Linked DNA regions of Mus musculus: regions 1 and 2 are each linked to region 3. The links are chromatin contacts, called in public ChIA-PET and HiChIP or PLAC-seq maps. All regions are on one chromosome and are shown on one strand. Each heading gives the region's core, a stretch centred on a gene start, on an enhancer-like site or on the middle of the called end of the contact. The rest is flanking DNA. Distances are from core to core; before and after follow the strand shown.

Evidence for each region. ChIA-PET counts read pairs in DNA pulled down with a chosen protein or histone mark. HiChIP or PLAC-seq counts read pairs in DNA pulled down with a chosen protein or histone mark.
Region 1: an H3K27ac HiChIP or PLAC-seq map of embryonic stem cells shows a contact between it and region 3, with 39 read pairs. The contact joins the enhancer-like site here to the promoter of Epc2 in region 3. A contact is called at or near these places in 3 of 39 promoter capture datasets (the C10 cell line and embryonic stem cells), 64 of 484 Hi-C or Micro-C datasets (the AML12 cell line, B cells, the C10 cell line and 31 more), 15 of 115 datasets of contacts at active chromatin or transcription factors (the SCID.adh cell line, bone marrow-derived dendritic cells, bone marrow-derived macrophages and 5 more) and 3 of 9 other capture datasets (liver, macrophages and pancreatic islet).
Region 2: a contact with region 3 is called in an RNA polymerase II ChIA-PET map of memory CD8 T cells, with 12 read pairs. The contact joins the enhancer-like site here to the promoter of Epc2 in region 3. A contact is called at or near these places in 1 of 484 Hi-C or Micro-C datasets (cortical neurons), 4 of 115 datasets of contacts at active chromatin or transcription factors (bone marrow-derived macrophages, embryonic stem cells, extraembryonic endoderm stem cells and 1 more) and 1 of 9 other capture datasets (pancreatic islet).

What each region holds. Positions count from the first base shown.
Region 1 is chr2:49,362,864-49,366,674 of GRCm38.p6, reverse strand. No RefSeq gene overlaps it. Among named protein-coding and RNA genes, the nearest start is that of Gm25215, 34 kb to the left of the region's middle. Within about 2 kb of position 2,299, at least 8 of the 459 cell types and tissues checked have an H3K27ac peak or open chromatin away from gene starts, as enhancers often do. A contact at or near this core is called in embryonic stem cells, where this site is marked.
Region 2 is chr2:49,332,473-49,336,048 of GRCm38.p6, reverse strand. No RefSeq gene overlaps it. Among named protein-coding and RNA genes, the nearest start is that of Gm25215, 64 kb to the left of the region's middle. Within about 2 kb of position 2,283, at least 7 of the 459 cell types and tissues checked have an H3K27ac peak or open chromatin away from gene starts, as enhancers often do. A contact at or near this core is called in memory CD8 T cells, where this site is marked.
Region 3 is chr2:49,450,148-49,453,718 of GRCm38.p6, reverse strand. Epc2 (enhancer of polycomb homolog 2) reads right to left here and starts at 2,233. Exons shown (of 14, transcript NM_172663.4): 1 at 1,761-2,233. The coding sequence starts at 1,913.

The DNA.
Region 1 (3,811 bases), core at 1,050-3,549, 87 kb after region 3:
CATGCCCCACTGGCGTGGTGGGCTGAGTCCCTGATAGCATATCCTTTTCTGATCAGAAAACTGCCCCTGCCTTACTGTAGGCTCAGCAATTTGTAGTTAAATCATAGGTTTACATCTGCCCGTGGCCCTTACCAGCTGCATTCACTCCACGTTCTTTGGTCATCTTGAGAAGGTAGCAGCTGTTTACTGACAGCTGTTCATTACCAGTTCTGTACTAAGCAATCAGTGCTTACCTTTCAGACAAGACTTAGCACAAAGGCCCCTCAGACTCGCCCTATTTCCTAGTTAAAACCCACACCTCTGTCTACTTGCAGAGTCATAAAAGACTCAGAGGGCAAAGAGGGTAGACACATTTGGCCCCTTCCACTAACATAAAGACCTACAGTGCCAGGAAGTGGCAAAAGGCACAGCTGTCTAACACCTTAAGGTGGACTGAATGGTGTCTGTCCTGGAGAGAGGCCGAAAGGACCCAGAGGTTCAAAGCAGCCCAGTGGAGTGAAAGAAAAGATGGATGAATTAAATCCAGGGAAATGAAGATACTTCATGGGACAAGATCTGGATAACATTCCGTAGAAGATACTTAAAGCATTGGTGTGTGCTCTCTCATTCTCTGCCTTGGGGTGACATCTAACACATCAATTAATAACTTCCATAGCATGTGTTTAATTTGCCAATAATTGTCATAAAGAAACGCAATTGCCTTCCAAACCCAGCTGGTTTAATCGGCGTTAGGACTCACTCCATCATGTTGATTTCAGTGACTAATGCTTCTCTCTCCTCAGAAACAGACTCAACATTACCACTGCTGCAGGATACTTCACATGGCGGCTTCTCTTCTCCCATCCCAGCATCTTCATTAAGGCTTCCGGGTGGATGGTGTGCTGAAGCAAGCACCCCATGGGGTGCACCCCCTTGTCAGCCACCTAAATAGTCCACCGTTCTGCAGATGTAAGGAGAGGGGCAAATGAGCCTGAGCCATTGTAGAAGATGTCAGCTTCTCTGGAGGCTCGTATTTCTGTTAGTTTTTGATAAAGTATCAGATGTTCTATTACCTCTGCCACTATCTTTCATCTGAAGTGCCCATTGCTGAACCTCAAGATGTTATTTTCTAAGTAGAAAATGCCTGGTGTTTGCCTCTATAACTCAGACCCAGACCCTTTGTTTTTGGGTTGTGATAAGGACACACTTGTTCCCAGGGGAGAGGGTTCAAGGACCATCCTCCCACCTTGGCATTGTCTGTCCTGGGATTATTAACCGCTTAGTGCACTCTCCTTCACAGAGTCTTCCTGCCTGCTGTTTCTGTCTGATGCCTAAGTCTTTGCTGATAGCTTTTTCACATCCCCTCTCTTCTCTCAAGAGCTACTGGGAGCTCACTTGAGATCCGCCCAGTGTCTTCTTTGCCTCACCATAATCTCTTTCTTTAAACTCTAGTAGATTACCCTGTCCAGCCATTCCATGGTATTTCTGCCTTAGAGCTTTCCTATGTTTTGGCCCTACCTCTCAATAGCGGTGGCTCCATTAATGACAGGGTTTGCGCATGTGTATAGTATATATTGGTTTCAGAAAAAGAACCTGGGAGGGGTTGACATGGTGGTGAGGGTTAACAAACCACCTCAGACATCATGGATACAGATGTTCACCCTGAGAGCTTTCATCCATGGAAACATCCTTATCAACACGGAGGTGAATTTTAAGTCAGAACTGGAAGCTTGGTCACTTTTCTATGACCGTGCTATAACACTATGGCTAAGGCAGCTTGTAAAAGAGTTTGGTTGCATTCCAGGGGATTAGAGTCCATGCTGACTGCAGGGTCAGTGAGGGGAGGCCTGAGCAGCAGCTGAGAGCTCACAGGACCATGCAGGAGGCAGAGAGCATACTCACTGGCATGGTCTTTTGAAATCTCAAACCCTCCGCCAAGGGACATACTTCCTCCCCAAATGGCCACACCTCCTAATTGTTCCCAACCGGTTAAACCAACTGGGAACCAAGTATTCAAACCGGTGAGCCGAATGCAGCTCATTCTTATTTAAACCAACACATTCCACTCCCTGGCTTCCATACCTGTACAGCCAGGTACATTTAATCCAACTTCAAAAGGCTCCATAGTCCCTCAGTCTCCGTACATTTAAATGCCCAAGGTTCTGAGCTCAGGAGATCTCTTAACTGTAAACCTTGCTTAAACAAGAAAAACAAACCACCACCAACAACGAAACCTACACACTTCCAATATACAATGGCACAGAATATACGTTACCATCCCAAAAGAAAGGAAAGGCCGGCGGGGCAGGGGTGGGGGAGGGGGAGAGGGAATGCAGCATCAAATCAGGACCACAACCCAGCACGACAAACTCCGACTCCCAGAGTTCCAAGTCTGATGTCTGAGGGCTTAAAGAGCTATCCTTCCACCTTTGCTGCCTGCAACACACTTCTCTCTCTCAGGCTGGTTCCTGTGTGCAGAAGCACTCCCCGTGAGCAGCTCTCCTTGGCAGTTGGTTCCTGGCTCTGGCTGCTCTGACATCTTGGGGTCTCCAAAGCAATCAGGCTTCACATTCACGGCATCCCACACTGGTCTCTCAGAGCCTCCGTGCAGGGACTCCCCTGCCAGACGCAACAGCTCTCTGTAACCTTAGAAGATCTCATGACCTTGTATACTTCCTAATTCTAAAGACTGCGTGCGGGTGACACTGGCAAGTTAGGCTACCAACTTTGGGTGAACCCAGGCCTCTAGAATTAAGAAGGCTAGGCTGACTCCATGACAGACTTCAAATTGGCAGCGAAGAAGACTGGGCCTAAGAACTGGGCAAATCCAGGAAAGCCCAGACAAATCAATTACTAATAGGAAAAACCCCAGGCTCCAGCCTCCATGTCCCATAATAGTTCCGGAATGCCTAGAGATAGAGGAAGAAAAAGCCCACCTACCCCGGGGATTCCTCAGCAAGCTTCCAGCCCCCACGCCCCGGTAATGGTTCCAGAACGACTAGAGATAAAGATAAAGCTCTTCTACGCCGGAATTCCAGAGTTCTTTAAATCAGGCTTAGAGCTCACATCGTTGTCTCTCTGTCTTGGTAATGGGAGACCCCCAGCACGCCGGACTTCTGCAGAAAGAAACACTTTGCATTCACATACTATTGGAGTCTGGGGTGCATTCACATACTATTGGAGTCCAGGGTGTCATTCTTTTGAACCGTGGACCTTTACAGAATCGCATTTGAAGTGGATTTTATTAGTTGTTCCTCTCTAAGAGAAAAACATTCCTTAGGCTGTTTCCTTTCACAAGTTTAGCTGAGTGGGGTCTTGCCCTGAAGGCACCTTTCCCCCCATTCCAGCTCAGACCCTGCCTTTACGTTTTTCATCTCTCAGTCCTATTCTGGGTTGCTGATGCATTTAGAGTTTTTCTTCAAGGCCAGTTCTGGAGGAGGAGTTTCTGACTTCACCTCCTGCTTCTAGCCAGCTGAGTTCTTTTTATGTGTGTCCAGTCTCCCGCCCAAACTCCTCCAATACTCACTAGAACTGGAAACATTTTTCTTTTAAAAATTTTCTTCCCTACCAAAATTTAGGATCAAGAAGACAGAGATCTGTGCACACTGCTCCACACTCATCCCAATACCATGCCTGGCGCATTACTACTGGACAGATACATTGATTGATTGATTGATAGATACCTAATTGATACCCATAAGATGTCGCCACTGATGAGGCCTCTCAAATGTGTGCTCCTGGAGCTGGAGAGATCGTTTAGCAGTTCAGAGCACATACTGCCCTTGCGGAAGACCCAAGTTTGTTTCCCAGCACCCACCCACTTCTGGTGGTG
Region 2 (3,576 bases), core at 1,034-3,533, 120 kb after region 3:
GTGAGCAGACCATTATCTGCTGCTTCCACCTTCCCCCGTGGCAGGACTTGCTCCTCTGCAAGGCAGAGAGGCTTCTGGGAGTCTGTTGCCTGCGCTGAGCTGTGCAGGTAGTGATCTGGGGAGAGATGGGCGAAAGCTCCATCCTCAGTCTTCCCCTGTGATTGGAAGGGTTCTGTCTTTGAGCACTTCCTGTTTCTACTTCTTCTGAGACTTGTTTTGGAGAAAGCTTTGGCGTAGCTTATAAAAGAAAAGAAAAAAGACCCACATACATCTCGGGTAACTGGCTCATTTTTGAGATAAGGCAGCTCTCATCTTTCTTGTTTTGATTTGCATGTTGGTCGAATGGGATCATACTTTTAAATGAAAGTTCTGAACTGGAATGCAACCAGATACAGAGAGTTTTCTTTGAGCTGAATTTTGATAGGTGACTTTGGAACTGCCAACAAGCCAGGATGAAAGATTAAGCAGCCGGAGCGGTCACACCGCTTCAAACAGGGCCGCTAGAAACACAGAACCGGAAGCTGCTGCACGCAGACATGAAACAAGGAGATCCTGATTTCCGCTGCTTCTCATCTGTGCATTCAGGGTTTTATGCGGCCTTGGTAGAACCTGCCTCTGACAGATACCCCTCTGACACTGAACAGCCCCCCAAACCCAGGAGAGAGAAGGGATAAAATCTTGAGGACCTGGGTCCGTTTTGATTTTGGTACCAACCTCCTTTAGCCTGCCAGGTGCCTGTCTCCTTGTTAGTCAGATAGGCTGCCTGCAAGATGGCAAGATGTCCCAGACTGTGTGGCTTAAGCAATAGACAAATATTTTTCAGTTCTAGATGCTGGACGTACAAGAGCAAGGATCAGTGGGCTCTCCTTGGCTTGCACATGGCTCTTACAGTGTCTTACCACTGATGTACGCATTTCCTAGTTTCTCTCCTTTTTCTACAAGGACAGCAGTCCTATTAGATTTCGATGGACCTTAATCACCCTCTCAAAAGGTCCTATTTCCTACTGGAAATAGATTTTTGGAGGGGACAAACACTCTGCAGTCTCCCCTTAACGTCCTCAGGAGAGGATTCTCTGGGTGAAGTTCCACCTGTCACACAGCTCCTTCTGTGTTCCTATGCCAGGTGGCTTCAGGGGTCACCTCTCTCTTGTTAGAATTATCTAGTGGCTGAAGACTGAAGAACCAGCTTTTCACATTGAACTAACTTGATTTTGGTTTCCTCACTGATGCAATCTCTAAGGAGGCCCCATAGTTCTCATCTCAAAGAATTATCATGAGAAATAAAAGAATCATTTTTAAATGTAGAGTCCAGCCTTTGAAAGATACTGAGGGCTACTGTCACCTCTTATTCAGGGTCCCTGGCTTCTGTCATTGCATCTATTTCTCTTCTGCAACAGGGTTCCCTCCTAGACATATTTGAGCTGGCCTGGAAATCGCCATCTTCCTAATCCTGACAGCCTTTCTAATACTGAGATTACAGGCACCTGTTTGCTAGGTCTAGATTCCAGCTGTCTAAATGTTCTCTCTCTTCCAGCTGCTTCCATAGTCCTTGTAGCCTAGGCATGGACATCACCCAGTGATAGCCACTTCATTCTCACCAACTTGATTTTTTTTTTTTTTTAAATACAAAGACCCATAATGAATCTTTTTTGGTGGCATTTGGCAAACAGTTCCTAAAGGAACTTAAATGCTCCCTACTCATCATTTTGTCTCATTGGTCAAGGAAACCTAGTTAGGTCTTTCTGATTGGTCAAGGGAACCTGGTTAGGTCTTTCTGATTGGTCAAGGAAACCTAGTTAGGCTTTTCTGATTGGTCAAGGGAACCTGGTTAGGTCTTTCTGATTGGTCAAGGGAACCTGGTTAGGTCTTTCTCTAATCAGGCCCCGCCTTGGCTCAGTCATCCAAATCTGGGAAAGAACCATTTTCTCGTGTACTCAGTCGTTGGACAAGGAAGGGTGAAAGCCAGAAAGGAGCACAAAGAGGCACCGTGTGCACCTGTGCTTACGTCATCACTACGCGCTACCACTTCATATCTCTGCCTTTCCCAAACATCTTAGAACAAATGACCTTTTAAAATGGCCTTTCTTTCTCTCTTCCTCTTACAGCCCTCTTAGCACCTGACTGCCCCTCTAGCCACTCTCCGGGAACTATTTCCATGCACTCCTATTTATCTTCTGGAAATTGTCCACAGAGACCTCAGTCCTTTACTTGAGCTCCTTGACCCAGTGAGACATCCTGTGTAATGGTTCTGCTGTTTCCTGTGCTGACTGCTAACCAGCCTGAGGTTCCCCTGCTATATGCCTCAGATTTCCGACTTCTGGACTTCAGCGGATTCGTAGGTATCTTAGACTGTAAGCTTCTACGAGACAGAAACAACATCTTCAAAGTGACCAGAAAGGACTGTTTAAGTGATTACCGACAAAGGCAGAATCGTAGGATGTGTATTTCCACACAGTGAGGGATCCAATTGAGGTTATGTCCCTACTTAGAATTCAGTATGAGAAGGGGTCAGAAGTCTGTCCTCTTTGGTACTGTGGATGGTTATCTGAAGGGAAAACACAACTACCTTTAGAATTCGATAGTTGGAGAGACAGGAAGCTACAAAGCCACAATGTGAAGCCAGAATTTCCTGAGTTTGATAGAGGAAATCAAAGCATGTTATAGAAAATAACCAACACTTAGTGTTTGGTGGCTATTTTCCCCTCTGAAAGATGATACTCTCTACTAGGCACCTGTAGCAAGTGGTAGCATGTGTCCTGGGTCAAGAACAGGAAGCTCAGATGATGATCTAGATTGGCCCAGGTCTGTGCCTTCAATGAAACAGGTAACTCCCACTGCCCTCAGGGACCAGAGCCAGAGATCACAAAGCTCTTTGTCAAGCACAGAGAGAATGATCTATCTGGTTCTCACCTTAGTGTTGGCTTAGTTTCAAGGGTTGGACTTTGTGTCATAGACTAATTTGAGAAATTTTGTTTAGCAGATGGAGTCTCTGTATCCAAGGCTGGTACACATTTCTTCCTTAGCTTCTCCAGTTCTGGGGATTAAAGTTGTGAGCCACCATGCCTGGCTGATATGCATATATATATATATATATATATATATATATATATATATATACATATATATATATATATATATATACATATATATATATATATATGTATATATATATATATATATATATATATGGATTGAATGAGACTCACTTTCCTATTAGATTCCTGTTCCAGAGTGGGCAAAAGAAGGTGAAGAGGCTACCAAAGCTGGATTTAGTTAAGTGAAGCTCACCTGTGTGTGCCTGTGGTAGGAGGCATATACACTGAGGGACACATGTTTGGTAGAGACATGATCTTCCTGGAGTAGAGTTGTCCTAATACCAATTACTGGGAAGGATGAAGAGGCTTTGGTCACTTTGTTGAAAGCATGAACTACTTGTTACCATGCATGAGTTAAGAACTCACAAGTCAGTTCCCTATCATTAAGAACTGATTCGAAGCCATTCTTGGTATAAAACTCAGCCTCGAAACCAGCTAGAACAAGAAATTCAATTACAGCAAATCCATGGTAATTCCCCCA
Region 3 (3,571 bases), core at 984-3,483:
TCCAGGGCAGCCAGGGCTACACAGAGAAACCCTGTCTCGAAAAACCAAAAAAAAAAAAAAAAAAAAAACAAAACAAGACAAAACAAAAATATCCTGAGTATCAAAAAAGGCCTATACTTATAACTCACAAAAGTAATTTTAAAAAATTTATATCACATTTATTTAAAATTCTTAGTACAGTATCTTAGATCTAAACAGGAGATAGTATAAACAGTAACTACCACTATACAACATTCAAGAAGAAATGACAGATTGATTAAATGATCATCTGATTTTTCAACTGGCAGACCTTAGGCAAAAGATAGCAAACATAAGGAAGTAAAACGACGTAAAAACACACGTCCGAAGGAAATGGCTAAGAGAAAGACGTGATCAGCAAAGACAGTACCACGCTACCAAACGCAGTTTCTAGATCATCTATCGGAGACTGCCAGAAGGTAGCTCAAAATCAAGTCAATAACCTCATAAGCAAACTTCTCAAACACGATTCGGTACTATCTGAATCTTAGGCATAAAAGCTGAGTTTTAATTTCCTGAAGGTTTAAAAAGAGGTCTTATTTAATATTCTACTGAAAATGTTAAATCAGGTAATCAAACACCAAAAAGAAATGTGATTAAGTCAAAGCACCAACACAGTGAGGTCAGAATTCGAGCAGCCAATCAAATGCTTAAAGGCATTTCCTGCAATATTAATAGTCAAAAGAGAAAGCCAATCACAGAAACCTCCAGCTTTCTTTTGACAGTAACAGAAGCTAGGGAGCCAATCCACACACACCCGTGGTTGACAATAAGGCGGGACTGAAGGTTCATTGAAGAAATTCTTCAGGGTGCAGTTACTATGAACTCCGCACACAAGTAACAACACTCCAGAGTCGTAAACACTGTCAAATCGGAGGAAATTCAGTCTTGGGTATAACTTAACCCCCGGGAAGAAGGAAACAGCATTTTGTCCAAATTTTAACATCTGGTCAAAAACGCAACTGTCAATGCGGACGCTCTGAGCCCTCAAGTTGTAAACAGCCATCCCGCATGCAACTTCCCCGGACGCTCGCTGCACGGGAAGCGCGGGCCTGGAGGCCAGTTTCAAGCATTCGGGCTCCGTCCTAATTCCGCACAACCGAGGAGGGGCCAGCCCGGCAGGCGAAGCCGGCGTGCAGATCAGAGGACTCGCTAACGCAGAGTCCGGACCGGGGGTCGCTGCCCGGCCGCAGGGATGCATCGCCTACTCCCGCGGCACCTCTAGCGGGCAGCGCAAACCATCACCCATCACCCCACTAGCAGGAAGATGCATGTTTTGAAAGAGCTCTACTTTCCCGAGATCGTTTGTTTCAAAGGCAATTTCGTGCACGCACAAATTTTAAAACGCAACGAAAATAGCGCCTTAGCCCAAGGACCCTTTCTCGACCCATTAACCCCGCTCCCGGCGAGATGTCTACGAGGTAAACAGAGGCTGTACGCCAAGTGCGGGCCGGCGCATCCCTGCGCCATTCCCGGCCGCTGCTTACGGCAGGGCCCCCTTACGGCAGCGTAAGCGGCGCCGAGAGCTAATCACAACACTGGGACGCAACAACATGGCGGCCGCGGGCGGGCGCTGCGCCGGCCGACGGGTTTACGCTACTCCGCCGGCGTAGGGTCCGGAGCGCGCAGCGGCAGCGGCGCCCTCCAGCGAGCGTAGAAGCGCTCTGTGAATGGCGAGGCCCGGCTGACAAAGGGGAGGGGGGAGGAGGGAAGGGGGGGGTAATAAACACTCGAGTCCCTACCGATTCCTCCTCCTTCTCCATCCCGGTGGGCATCTGGGGCACGGCCCGGTTGATGGAGACGCAGTCGTTGAGATCAGGCATGTCCTTGCCGCGGTAGATGGGCAGCGGTTTGGCGGCGTCCAGCGCCCGCGCTCGGAAGGAGAGTTTACTCATTGTCTCCCCGCCTTACAGGAACAGCCCGGGCGGCGGCGGCGGGGCGGGCGGGGAGGGGGGGGGAGCACTCCCGCCGCCTCCTCCACCTCCTTCCTCAGTGCAGCGCGGCCGGCCCGCTCCTCCTCCTCCTCCGCAGTGCCCCCGGCCCCAGCATGGGCGCCCACCCCGCCCCAGAACAGCCCCCCGCCGCCCGCGGCCGCTTCCACACTCTAGATCCGCCGCTCGCCCGCCCGATCCGCTCCCTGCGCCATGGCCAACATGGCGGACATTACCACAGCGGCGGCGAGCGATCCCGGCAGCCCGCGCGAGAGCGCGCCCCCGCCTCGGGGACGCGCGTCGCCCTCTCCCTCCCTCCCTCCCTCCCTCCTTCCTTTCCCTCCCCTGCCTGCCCACCCACTCTCTCCGCGGCGAGGCGCGGCCAGCCCAGCCGGCGAGAGCGAGCCGAGTCCCGGTGGCCCTCCTCGGCGGGACGCTCGGCACGCAGGCGGGGCGGCAGGTGCCAGGTGCGCTCGGTCCCCGGCTCCGGAGCGGGCGCCTCGGTGCCTCCGCCGCCGACTCGCTCCGCGCGGGGCTCCCTCGGGAAGGCTCAGTGCCTAGGACCGCTCGCCTCGGGGGGACAGGAGGCCTCCGCCCCCGGGCCACCGGCCGCCCCTCGAGTCTGCACTTGGACAGCTCTGCTCGCCCCGGCGCCTGCTGGCTGGTTTCGCGCCTCGGGTTTGCGCATCCCCGGGGAGGTCCGACAAGTCCGCTGCGTCTGCCCACGCCGAGAGGCACAGCCCTGCTGCGTCTCGCGCCCTGAGAACTTGGGCAGTCCCTGTCCAGAGGAGCTCTCCAGAGTTAGGCACCGCCGAGAGGATGCTCGGGTAGACAGGAGGGTCAGTAGTTGGAGACTGCTACTTGAAATAGTTGCTGGACGCGGCAACAAGCGGACTTGCACCTGTCATCCAAACTTTCTTAGTTTGATGGTTGGCATTTCTTGAAATCTCTAACCAAAGTATGTGAAAACACTGGTTACAGTGACGACTCAAAAAGAGTTTAATAAAGTTCCGGACTCCAATTAGTTTGCGTGTTACTGTGTTACAACTAAACTGCTGGATAATTAGTAACAAGAGTCGTAACTACTTGAAAGGGCAGCTGCAAAGATGATGGGCCAAAAAAAAAAAAAAAAAAAAAGTAAATTCTTGAAGAAAATGATACAGACCACACAAAAGAGTGATGGAAAGTTAATTACCACATGACATCTATAGTCAGTTGCTGTGACAGGTCAAAGAAATTAGACATAGTTTTGGCCAGAAGTGGTTTGCAAAAGCTCTGCAAAAAGGAATCAAATTGACTCAATTAAATACTAGTCACTATTGATACAAACCTTTGTTGCAGTTTCTTAGTCTTTAAGCAGTACATGTTTCTAAGCAAATTGCCTCACTGTGCAACAGTTTTACCATTTTCTAATCATTGAAAAATACCCTACCTAGCTCATAAAAGGGTAGATGGTTTGCTAAAGTCCAACAATAAAAACGGGTTTCTTTGTCATGTCTTAATATAGCAAAACCATCTATCTCTCTTCATTGCCACCCATTATTTTTCTCTATTTTCTTCTCTCCCTGCTTTTTTTTCCCTCCCTCTCCCCCCCTCCCCCTTGTCTCCAGCTTTTCCTTTGA